Linked DNA regions of Rattus norvegicus: region 1 is linked to region 2. The links are chromatin contacts, called in public Hi-C maps. All regions are on one chromosome and are shown on one strand. Each heading gives the region's core, a stretch centred on a gene start, on an enhancer-like site or on the middle of the called end of the contact. The rest is flanking DNA. Distances are from core to core; before and after follow the strand shown.

What was found. Hi-C and Micro-C count contacts between places; a contact is called where the count stands out from the background.
Region 1: a contact with region 2 is called in a Hi-C map of kidney, with 4 times the contacts expected there. The contact joins the promoter of Abtb3 here to the enhancer-like site in region 2. A contact is called at or near these places in 5 of 12 Hi-C or Micro-C datasets (frontal cortex, kidney and liver) and 1 of 1 datasets of contacts at active chromatin or transcription factors (oligodendrocytes).

What each region holds. Positions count from the first base shown.
Region 1 is chr7:20,197,363-20,203,337 of GRCr8, forward strand. Abtb3 (ankyrin repeat and BTB domain containing 3) reads right to left here and starts at 2,378. Exons shown (of 13, transcript XM_063264584.1): 1 at 1-2,378. The coding sequence starts at 549.
Region 2 is chr7:19,955,520-19,961,322 of GRCr8, forward strand. Abtb3 (ankyrin repeat and BTB domain containing 3) reads right to left here. Exons shown (of 13, transcript XM_063264584.1): 5 at 2,827-2,992. Among named protein-coding and RNA genes, the nearest start is that of Pwp1, 72 kb to the left of the region's middle. Within about 2 kb of position 2,777, at least 22 of the 93 cell types and tissues checked have an H3K27ac peak or open chromatin away from gene starts, as enhancers often do. A contact at or near this core is called in kidney, where this site is marked.

The DNA.
Region 1 (5,975 bases), core at 1,128-3,627, 240 kb after region 2:
CAGCGCGGCAGCGGTGCAACGAGCCGCCAGGCCCCAGGACAGGACGATCTCCATAGCACTCTGGACCTCGTACTTGGTGCACTTGGCGAAGCGCAGGCTCAGGCGCTGCGCCTCTTTAGCGATGCGCACCAGAGCCCGGCTTACCAGCATCGAGAGCTTGGCCAGCGCGTCCTTGGGCAGGCTGCCGGGGGCTGCTGGGCCTGCCCGAGGATCCCGCGAGCGCAGCAGCAGCAACTCCAGTTCCTGGAGGGTCCAGGGGACCTCGTCGAGGTCCGGCAGCAACCGCGAGCAGTGCTGACCGGCGCAGTCCAGCCCCTCGGAGTCTTCCACCAGGGCAGTGTTGACGGTATCAAAGCTGTTGTGCCGGCTGTGCATGGAGTCAGCTAGAGGCGGCCAGCAGCTCCCGCCATACGGGGACGCCGGGTGCGAGTCAGAACAGCACAGAGACAAGTTGGAGGAGCGCACAGAGTCCGCCGCGCCACCATAACCCGAGTCCAGCGTCAGATCTTCCAGCGTTCGCACCACCGGCTTCTTACCTCTCCTGGCCATCGCTGCGCCACTTCATGCTGCAGCCGCCGTGGAGCCGAGGGGAAGGAGAGACAAGGAACTCTGGACACCGGGGTCCTCGGGGACAGTGGGGCTCCTCGTCGCCTAGGTTCACTTTCCCACCTGGCGTTGCCAGCAAGTGTCACTACTTTCGCCTGCCTCCCTGAGCCGTCACCGCTGGAAGACACACGGCGGAACCTGAAATCATCTTCTGGAGTCCGGGCCAGAGCTAGGGCTCACTGAGCGGCGAGCCAGGCCGGGAAGGAAGCTCCCGCCAGGACCCGCGCCTTTCATCCAAAATAAAAGTGTCTGGTCCTCTCCTCCCTGGGACCAGACGGATGCTGAAGCCTCCGAGCGCCGGCCACAGTGTCGATAGGACCTGGATCGCCCCAGATACGGCCGCCGCAGCTCGGCCGGCAGCGGGCTCCCCCCGGCTCCCGGATCCGGGCCGCGGTTCTCTGAGCTCCCGCCCCGCACTAAAGCGCTGTAGCCAGGCGGCTGCAAAACCCTGCTGAGCCCTAGCAAACCAAGCAGTCAGAGGGCGGGCGTATGCAAAGCAGTGCCGTCGAAAAGCCAATGGAATTGGCAGATGCTAATTACTTAGGGTTTTTTTTTTATCCCTCCCTTCCACGCGGCCCCGCCCCTCAGACACGCCCCCCGGCCTTGACCAGGGCTGCAGCTAGGAGGGAGCTGCGGCCTAGGTGGAAGCATGGCGAAGGAGATCAGCCATCCTGCAACTGTAGCTTCCCTAGTTCCGGCTTTTGGTGTATCGACAAAATTTTCATTTATGTCGTTATTTGTTCCACTCTGCGGTTCACAAAGTGTTTGCCCGAGGGTCACTTTCTGTTTCGGCATTTTAGATTTCTCTTTCCCTCCCACCATTTCATATAAGAAGCATGTCTCCCCGCCTCGTTCTCAGGCACCCCGACTAATGCAAGCAGATTGCCTCTTCTCAGCCTGGGTTTGCTCCAGCATGGAGGGAAATAAACCAGGAAGGTAGAGGCAGGGAGGCTGATGAACGTCACTGGGAAGTAAATCTCTAGTCATAAACTACCTGGCACCGAGACTTTATAGGTTTGTCCGGTAGGCAGGAATCTACACCCACCCTAAGTCCCAGGACTTGCGTGCGTGTGCGTGCGTGTGCATGTTGGAGGTGGAGGGGACGTGGTGTTTACAGCCCCTTTGCTGTTCTGGTGGACAATCTTCTAGACAGCTCAGTTTTAAATTTGTGCAGAGGGAGAATATTCTTTTCAACTATATGCGTGAGTTGGCTGCATTTCTGTGTCTAATGGCATTCATTGCCTTGGCTATTTGTCTGCCCCCACCTACCTTAGGAGAAACGTTATTCATCCGAAAATTCATAGCTCCTTTACTCAATCCTGTGCCTACAAGAAGCCCACCCAGATCTCCCAAAACTATTTTGGGTGTTTTCCACCACCCAACCCACTTCGATGGCCTCACATTTCCGGGCCCTTGTCACTGCGGATGGCTACCATCTATCTATTTGTCTGGGTCCCACATTGGCTGGGGAGTTGTGGTAAATGTTATGAGTTGTGGAGGGAAGGTCATGCTTTGAACTGCTGGTTTGAACGTTCGACCACGGCCAACAGAGATGTGAGAAAACATGAACCATCACTGGCCGTCAGGAAAACTGCACATCAAAACCATAATGAGCTGCCAGCGCACGCCTGTTAGGATGGCTATTATCGGAAAGTCAGAAGGTTGCAAGCATCAGCAAGGGCGTGGAGGAAAAGGAAGAGTGTACTCTATTGGTGAGAAGGGACGTTGATATAACCATTATGGAAAACAATACTGACGATCCTCAAAAAAAAAAAAACCACAATAATTAGAAGCACCACATGATCCAACAATCCCACATCTGGATCTTTAACAAAAAGAAATAAAGTCACTATTTAAAGGATCTATTGACCCCTCCCCTCCTTGTTCATTGAAGCATAATTTGCAACAGCCAGGAGAGACTAGTGTTCAGATTCCAAGTAGAAGGAAATCATGCCATTCATAACACTTGGCGAATCTGATCAGTTTGGTCACGCTGAGGGAAATATCTCACTGGCGTGTGACTCCGAAAAGAATCACATACATGATAACAGCAGAATGTATGACGGTGACTGGGCTCAGACAGGGGCGGAAAGGGACTTAGAGTTATGGAGTTTTACAGCTCTAGAGACATTACATACATACGGAGCGGCGTTTATAGTGGATAATAATGTCTATAGGAAGGATTCTGTAAGTGTTCTTATCACGTAGGGGAAAAGGTCGCATGGATGTGCTGAGAGATATGTTAATCGTTTTGATTATGGTAATTGTTCACGACACATATATTAGACACCACAGAGTGCGCCTTAAATGCCTATCATCTTTGTCATTCAGAGCTCAGTAAGGATGGGCATGGGGCGTGGGGCAGCTGTGGGTTACCTGCTGTTTTTCCTACATTTCCCACGCCATCCTGTAATTTCCATCCTAATACATAACCATAGCAACACATCCCCTTTCCTGTTGTCTAAAATGAGGATATTCCTGAAGTTTATATTGTCACACATAACGAAACCAAAAACAACAAACAGCTCACATCAAAAAATGTGAGCTATTTTATTCATTCATTCATTTATTTATTTAGTTTCCCAGATACCTAAAGTTTACACTCATTAGCTGACTTTCAGGAGTCCCACACTATTCTCAAACTCCCTTTCTGTAATTTCACACACACACACACACACACACACACACACACACACACACACAAACGGTGAGGGATGGGAGAGAGAGAGAGAGAGGGGGGGGGGGCAGAGACAGGGAGACAGAGACAGAGATAGAGACGGAGACAGAAACAGACAGGGGGCGCTCTCTCACATACACACATTGCATGCTGTGGCTCTAGATCGGATTCGTCGGCAGTCTGATATTCCAAGTCAGCTTGCTGTCTTTTCCATCCCTGCTGCTCCTTTGGTGCAGATGTCCATCTCCGCTCTTTTCTTCCTAAAACCTCCTCTCTTCTCAGTCTGTGGGATTTGGCTCCACTCGAGAGTGCTGCGATGTTTTCTTTTCCTGATGCTGCCTGCTCTGCACCCAGGCGGGAGAAGGTATTGCTGTGCTCATGGCGCAGTGCTTCTTCTAAAGCCCCTTTCGTTTCTCTGCATGGTTTCTTGGTCCTCTTGTTCACCTCAAGCTAATGTGCTGAGGGGTCGACGGTGTTGAGTGCTGGGTGGAACGCAGCGAGCAAAGACCTACAGCTGCCTCCTGTGTGGAGGAAACTCTCATAAAGCAACGCATTGCACTGCACCCTGATTCATTCTCTCCTGTGACGTGAGGTCAACCTGATACTGCTCTCTCTGCCACTTTGCCAGTCATCTACCCCAAGCTCATCTGTTCCATCCATTTTCCCTTCTGTTTGCTCATCTCTGAGATGCCCCAGTCAACCTACCTTATAGAGTTGTGTAAATGAAATAAGGTCCCACATTATGGAATAACTCTGAACATATTTGCTAGTAGATTTTACACTTCTTTCTTTTATTTATTTATTTATTTATTTACTTATTGAGCAATGCACTTAACTACCAATGGAATCGGAAGAAAGGAAAACAGATCTTACTTATAAAATAAAGCTACCTCAGTTTGAAGGCATTGCCTAATCCTGCAGAAATGCTTCTCTTCTGAAGTTTCAGATGCAGATGTGACTCCTCCCCCATCCAGCTGGCACATGCCTTAAGAGCTGGGACCTCATCTAGTGGTGGCCAGGACTGATGACCTGATTTCACAGCACTGTGGATAAATGAAAGCCTAACTCCAAATATTTCACAAAGGTAAAATTCTTTGTAATAGCATCAAATGACCATGAACTGTAGTTTGAATATGCTTAGCCCAGGGGGTGGCACTATTAGGGGGTGTGACCTTGTTGGAGTAGGTGTGGCATTGTTAGAGGAAGTGTGTCATTATGGAGGTGGGGCTTTGAGGTCTGCTAGTGCTCAAGCTCCATGCAGTGTGGAAAGAGCCTCCTCCTGGCTGCCTTCTGATCAAGATGTAGAATTCTCAGTTCCTCCAGCACCACGTCCAACTGTACCCTGCCATGCTTTCTGCTATGATAATGGACTCAACCTCTGAGACTGTAAGCCAGCCCCAATTAAATGTTTGTCTATATAAGAGTTGCCTTGGTCATGGCATCTCTTCACACCAACGAAACCCTAAGACAGTGAGTGACAGAAAACACTGCCAAGAATAAACACACCAGCAGAGTGATAAAGGTCCCATAGGATTAGAAAATTCACTCTACAAAAAAGCAGAAAAGAGGAGAAGGAGGAGAAGGAGAAGGAGGATAATTCACTCGAAAATCCTACTTGACAGAGGTAACCAATACTAACAGTTTTTACTCCTTCCCTTTTAAGTTCTCCCGTGGCTGTTTTCTTTGAAGGTGTAGGAGTGTGTACAGGTATGTAAATATATCGACACAGTTGAGATTTGCATCAATTACTTCTCTCTTGCTGTAATAAAACACTACGACCGAGGCAACTAATAGAAGAGTTTATTTGGGCTTACGGTTCTAAAGGGTTCAAATCCATGATGGTGAAGTCAGGGCAGCAGGCACCCAGAGCAGAGACTGAGGGCTCACATCTTAACCACAAGGCTGAGCAGAGAGAGGGAACTTGAAATGGCACACATCTTTAACTCTCAAAGACCACCTCCAATGAGATACTTCAAAAAGGCCACCTCCTTAGGCTCCTCAGACCATACCACCAACTCAGGACCAAGAGTTCCAACACCTGAGTCTCTTGTGGACGTTCTCATATAAGCCTCCGCAGGACGGTTCTGCATATCACTTCGCACTCTGATTTTTCCCAAACACTTCTTCGACGCTTACCCCTTCTCGCATGGTATTAAAACCCATCCTAACCATTTTACATTTTGTGGCTAGAAGATATTCTACGGCGTAAAAATGTTAAACATCAAAGTAACGGAAGAAAACATTAGAAGATTGAAGAGATCTCCGTGTTCGTGAATTGGAGACCAAAAACTATCGCCGATTCGATGCGATTCCCATTAAAATTACTGTGATATCCTTTAGGAGGAACCAAACAATCCAGTCAGTCAATGAGGTAACAATGCAAGGAGGCAATGAAAGCAACTGGCAGCTCTCAAAAGACAAAACACAAATGGCCAGTGGAAGTATGAAAAAAAAAAAAAAGATCAACCTCACTGACCATGAGAGAGATACAAATTAGAATTACGTTGATACTCCTTCTCAGAGTGATACTTCTACTCAGAGTTGATACTTCTACTCAGAGTAGCCATCACTGAGAAAGCAAATGACAACAGACGCTGCTACAGATGTGGGGGAAAGGAAAAGAAGTATCACTATCAGTGGAAATAAGTGTGGTGGCTCCTCACAAAACTAAAAGTAGAGCTCCCATCGGACT
Region 2 (5,803 bases), core at 1,527-4,026:
GAACCCCTAACCTTGGCGAGGTGACTCTGCTCGGTACTGATTCCTCCCAATCTCGAGTGCATCGGGGATTCTCCTCCATCTCATGGGTCACCCCACTTCTCAGACTTCAAAGCAGGTAGTAGTTTCAGAACTTGAACCTAAGCCTGTCTTGATTCTGAAGCCCGCAGGGAGGGGCGCTTCAACTTCCAGCCCAGTGTATTACGTCCCAGCAGCCTTGAGATAGCTCGGTCAGCAAAGTGAGCTAGTGGGCTTCTGGGGAGGACGGGAGAGGCGAGGAGGGAAACCTCAGCCTGGCGGGGGGCGGGGCCGGGGGGGGGGGAGGAGGACAGTCAGCCCAGCGTGTTCTAGTCAGGCATCAGGAAAGGGCTAGAATGTGCGAGTAGTCGGAGCTAGGAGCTGCTCATTCAATGCAATCCAGAGGTCCCTATAGCTACAGCTATTTCTGGAAATGAAGCACGCACAGGGACTTTGCATAGCTACTTGGGGTTTTGGCTGGGGCCGGGTGGTTTTGCCAGGGCCGCAGCCACTGTAAGGGTGAGATGTGAAGGCAACTGGGAAGAGAAAGTCTGGGCTGGCAAGACCTGCGGCACCCTGCACCCTCACCTCCACATTCAGGTCAGCTCCGGCATCCAGCAGCATCTGCACCATCGCCTCGTCCCCACGGACGCAGGCGTACATCAAGGGGGTCATGCCCTGCGGTGGTTAAAACCAGAGATGGAGACGTTTACAAGGTGGCTGTGGTCAGTCGACAAACACGTGGAACGTCTTGTTGGACTCAGACTCTGGCAGGGCGAAAGAGTCAATGTGGGGCCCTGTCGCGCACAGGGTCACAACCTCCCACACTCTGGAAACCACAGTGGAGGAGTGAAGGGAGGTGACGTCACCAGGTGACGTCACCTCTTAGCCTCAATCCTGGCTTAAGTTTGGAGGGTTTGCTCGAGATGACAGACCTATGATTTTTACAACACGTGGCTCTTCAGAATGGGCTAGGGGTGGGGCTCACGGGAATTTTCTGGATTCTGTGATATCACCCCTAGAGTATTTAACTATGATGGATGCAGTGTCTTCGACATTTGTACCCTTCACAATATGATAAGGTGTCCTTGCTGCTCTCTATGAGCCTTGGGTCAGACAGAGCCAAAGGTCACTGGATATCCCTATAGCCACTCTCACTGACGTCTTCTCCGATATCACTCTATACCAGCACAAGGCAACCGAGGCAGGAAGACCTTCAGGAAAACCTTCCATGCTCTGACTCCTGCTCATCGCAAACCGAGTATCACGGCCAGCAGGAGGGAGGGGTGGGGCTCTCCATCCAGAGGGTCGTGAAGGCAAGTTATTTGGGAAGATGCTCGCCCTACAGCCTTGCCTCACACTACACGCTAATATAACCTTTAGCTTTTAGTAGAGCTAGCCAGTAAGAATTAACATCGTAAGCGACGCCAAGATGGTTTCTGCATCCGTCTCTAGGCGCAAACGTGTTGAAGTACATCATACAGGAAAAGCACTCTAGCACTGGTGCTGTGCAACTGAAAAAAATTATAGGCAGAATTCCAAAGTCAACGACACATTGAGATGCATTCGTTACGTGAAAGGACTTTGTGCCCTAACATAGGGAGGATTCCTCTAAGTAAACAAACCAACCAACAAAAAGCAGTAATGTTGATAAAAAGCAGACAAAAGGAAAGTGGTTTGCAGGGAATACATATATAACCACAGGTGTGCAAAGACTCAGACTCCTAGGGGGAGGGTGGGGGGAGAACCGAAGACTGAGAATTCAGGAAAGACTGGTGCGTTTGAGACACTTCCGTTTCAAAGGAGAGTTTCCCCAAGGAAATAGAGATTGGAACAAAGATCTGGTGTTAGCTCAGCACTGTTCATAAACCCTTTAAATATCTGACATGGGGGGGGGGCTGGCTAATAGATAAACAGTAATCACTTTATATAGATACTAAAAGAGACCTACAAAAGAATATTCAATGACATTGTAAGGTGTCTGGAATATAAAATACTGAAAAAATCAAACAGATAAAAGTCCCTGGTTTTAAACATAAAAGATACACATGGTTGTGTATTGAGGATCCCCGATGCTGTCCAAGAAAGGGATTAGTGGTCATTAAGTCGTCCCTTCTTTCCCCTTCACGGGAACTCTTTGCAAGAGCTGCCCTTGGAGGGACAGCCCCACCTGTCCCTTGTAACAGCGCTCAGGGTTCACACTGAGAACGGCTGTCCGTTCTCACTGTTTATGGTGCCACACATCCCCAAAGTCCTTCTGGGACTCGTGGTCACCTCTCATGTACCAGATCTGGGTGGTGCTGGCATATCTGGGTGATGCCCTACAGTTCCCAGACTGACACCGGTGTCTTTAAACACACCCACCCTAAGAGCACCGTGTGCATGGCCTAGATTTGTCTGGAACCAACAGCAGACTGGCAGAGAAGAGACTTAAACATGCCAGGAAAGAGACGTGAAGGTTGCAGAGTCCTAAAGACCAACGATGGCCAAGCTGGTGGCGTTATTTCCTTGCTGGAACAGGTTTGGTTTTCATTCCTTTTTAGATTTTAGCTGCAACAATCATGGGAGATTTCCGTAAAGATGGCCAAGTGTATTTTTATAAAAAAATTAAAACAAAACAAAAAACCCCAAACACTAACAGAGAGAGAGAGAGAGAGAGAGAGAGAGAGAGAGAGAGAGAGAGAGAGAGAGAGAGAGAGGAGGGGCATTAAGTTTTTTTTTTTTAATCCATCAGCAGAGGGAGCCTGTGTCCCATCAGCTGCTCACGCCCAGTCTAAGCACCGAGGAGATGAGGTCCGAGCAGATTGGTACCTGTTCGCTCATGGTGTTGATTCCATCCGGCCCCAGCAAAGACACTGCCTGCTTCACCAGGTCGGTCCGTCCACAGTTCAGCATCCGGAAGCCCAAGTCCTGCTTGAACTTGGCTTCGATGGCCACTGCGTCCAGCTTCCGAGAAGCGCAAAAGCAGTCGTCCGCCCTGAGGGGGGTGGAGGGAGAGATGGTCACGTGGGTGCAGCCGCTCTTCCCCAGGATCTGGTCCCCGAGATCAAACGTCCGAGCAAGCCCCCCTGAGCTCCTCCTTTGCTTTCCCGGCGGCGGCGGCGGCGGCGGCGGATTTCCTTTCTAGGTTCCCATTTAAAACAACTGCCTCAGCCTGGCAGGGGTGCGGCACTCTTTAATCCCAGAACACAGGAGACAGAGGCTGGTGGATCTCTGAGTTCGAGGCCAGCCTGGTCTATAATGTGAGTTCCAGGACAGCTAGGGCTACATGGAGATACCCTGTCTCAAAAATCCCAACCAACCAACAACTCCAACCCCCACCCCCCTATCACCGCTCCCGTTTCCTGGTGGCTCTAAGTCCTGTCTTTATTGCACTCCGGTCTGGTCCTTCAGTGTGCCAGTAGCATCCTCAGCTAAGAATTGTTTCGTTATGCAAACATTTAGGCACTGTTTATATAGGTTAGGTCCTCTGCTTAACGTTTCATGTGAGTGGTGGTAGGTATAATTCCTCTGAGGGACTTTCAACCTCCAAACAAACAAACAAACAAACAAACAAACAAACAAACAAAACACAGGAATGAGGAACCTCTCTGAGGCCACCCCATCTACAGGTAACAGCTTGGATTTGAACCAGAGTAGCGTCAATCTTTGGATCTACTGTGCCACCCTATCTCCCAAAGGCAGAATCTATGGCTTCCTTGTTCACTCGACTGACGCCTCACACTCGGCTGCGGACTTCTGAGCAGGCGTTTGCCTGTGTCCATGCCAGTGACAGACATGGGAGTGGACAGAGCACAGGATGGAGTCCCTACATTCAAAACAGAACAAGCCGGAGAACCTGCTAGATGAAATGAGAGGCGGCAAGGTGCTTCAGCAAGCCAGCTGTGTGAGGCTACCCACAGAGGCCATGATTCTAGGGCATTAACCCCTGGGCAATGTGTGCCAGGAGCTGAGGGAGGTGGGGCAAGACCACAGAGGCCCTTCAGCTACACAGCTGTGGTGGGAGAGGATGGGGGTACCCCAGGGTCTAGCTTCAAACATGGCATCCACATCCTAGGCACAGAACGGAGCTACGCCTCACGGCTTCTCAGCCCAGTACATGTGGGCTTTGAACTTGTCTAGCGCTGGCAGATCAGGCAAGTAGAAATGTTAAATCAGAAGTGCGTGGGCATCTTCATACCAAGGCTTTATCCATTATTTATCGAAGATGGAAATTTAACTGGGTTTCTTCTTTTTCTTTCGGAGAAGGGCAAATATAAATACACAGAGAAACTCAGGATCCTTTACCTATAGTGTGGCGGCCAAGTTCATTCAAAGGGTTAATGATCCCCAGAGCTGCCGAAGGAAGCCTTGTGACATCAGGGTAACAGGGCAAGACCCCAGAACACAGATCACAGAGGCCTCCAGGGGAGCAAGTGCGAACCTGTGCATGTTATTCTAATGTACAGGATCTGTGTGTTCGTGTTTGAACGTGTGTGTGTGTGTGTGTGTGTGTGTGTGTGTAAATCTCTGGGAGTCATCGGACTTGATTGATTCATTGCTGAGACAACCTTTCTTCTGCTAGATGCTAGCAATGCTGAAAAAGGCTGCCTTGTGCAATCTCATAGCTCCCATTCCAGGGAAAGGATGTGTGTGCTGGACGGATCAGGGACTCTGATTTTCAGGCAGACATGGCTGTTGTACTCATACACTCATAGTAGCTGTGGTTCAAGATCTGTACCACTGGGCTGGAGAGATGGCTCAGTGGTTATGAGCACTGACTGCTCTTCCAGAGGTCCTGAGTTCAAATCCCAGCAACCACATGGTGGCTCACAACCATCCATAATGGGATTCGATGCCCTCTTCTGGTGTGTCTGAAGACAGCTATTTTTAAAAAAGATCTGTACAGCCTTGGACCTGTCAGCATTTCACACGGAGTAGGGTGTTGGGGGTTTCAGGAGGACTGGCTACTCCCTGAGGATGTGTTTCTGGGTGGGGGCTGGGGGGAAGAAATTTTCTTCAGTGGTATATCCATTGGTAATGCGCCCATACTCCTGTAAACAACTCTAACAAGACTCACTGGGTCATTCAAGACAAAACGAAAACCATGGAGACAGAGGAGGGATTGTTTGGAAAGAGGGAGGGGCTTCACCAGTGGTGGGGTGGAGCAGAAAGAGTGACAGAATTGGGTCATGATGAGACCCCGTATGTGTGGTTGATATGCACCAATAGCAACATTCGAAAAAGGAGTCCCCATCTGGGGATCACAGTCACGGAAAAACCCACCTACTCATTTCCTCTTGCTTGGCTGTCTCTAACGGCCTCCTCGGGTTTCCCCCTTCCCTTCAATCAAGCCGCACTCCATGTGATTGGACGAGCATTGCCAGTGCCCACTGCCTCGGACCCCATACCTAGGAGCTCCAGGGGAGGGAGGAAGACGCTGGGCTCACAGGACTCACGAGCTTGTAAACAGATAATTGGAAGAACGTCACAAGTGTTTACCAGCTCCTGAGGTCCTTGATTTTAATTAGAACGAGACAAATGGCAGGAAAATTACTGCAGCTAAAATGATGATAATTGTTATTACAGGAAGCTGACGACGTTCACTGAAAACTTACCGTGGAGGTCTAAGCTCTTCCTGTGTGTTAACCCATGCCACCATCACAGTGAGCCCAAGGCTGAGTATTGTGTGCGGCCCATGTCAACCATGAGGAACCCGAGGCGAAGGAATTACCAGAGACACAGGTGCTAAGCTGGCATGTGTCAGGAGTGACCTAGCCTCTGCCTGTTGCGGGTCAGAGGGTCTTGG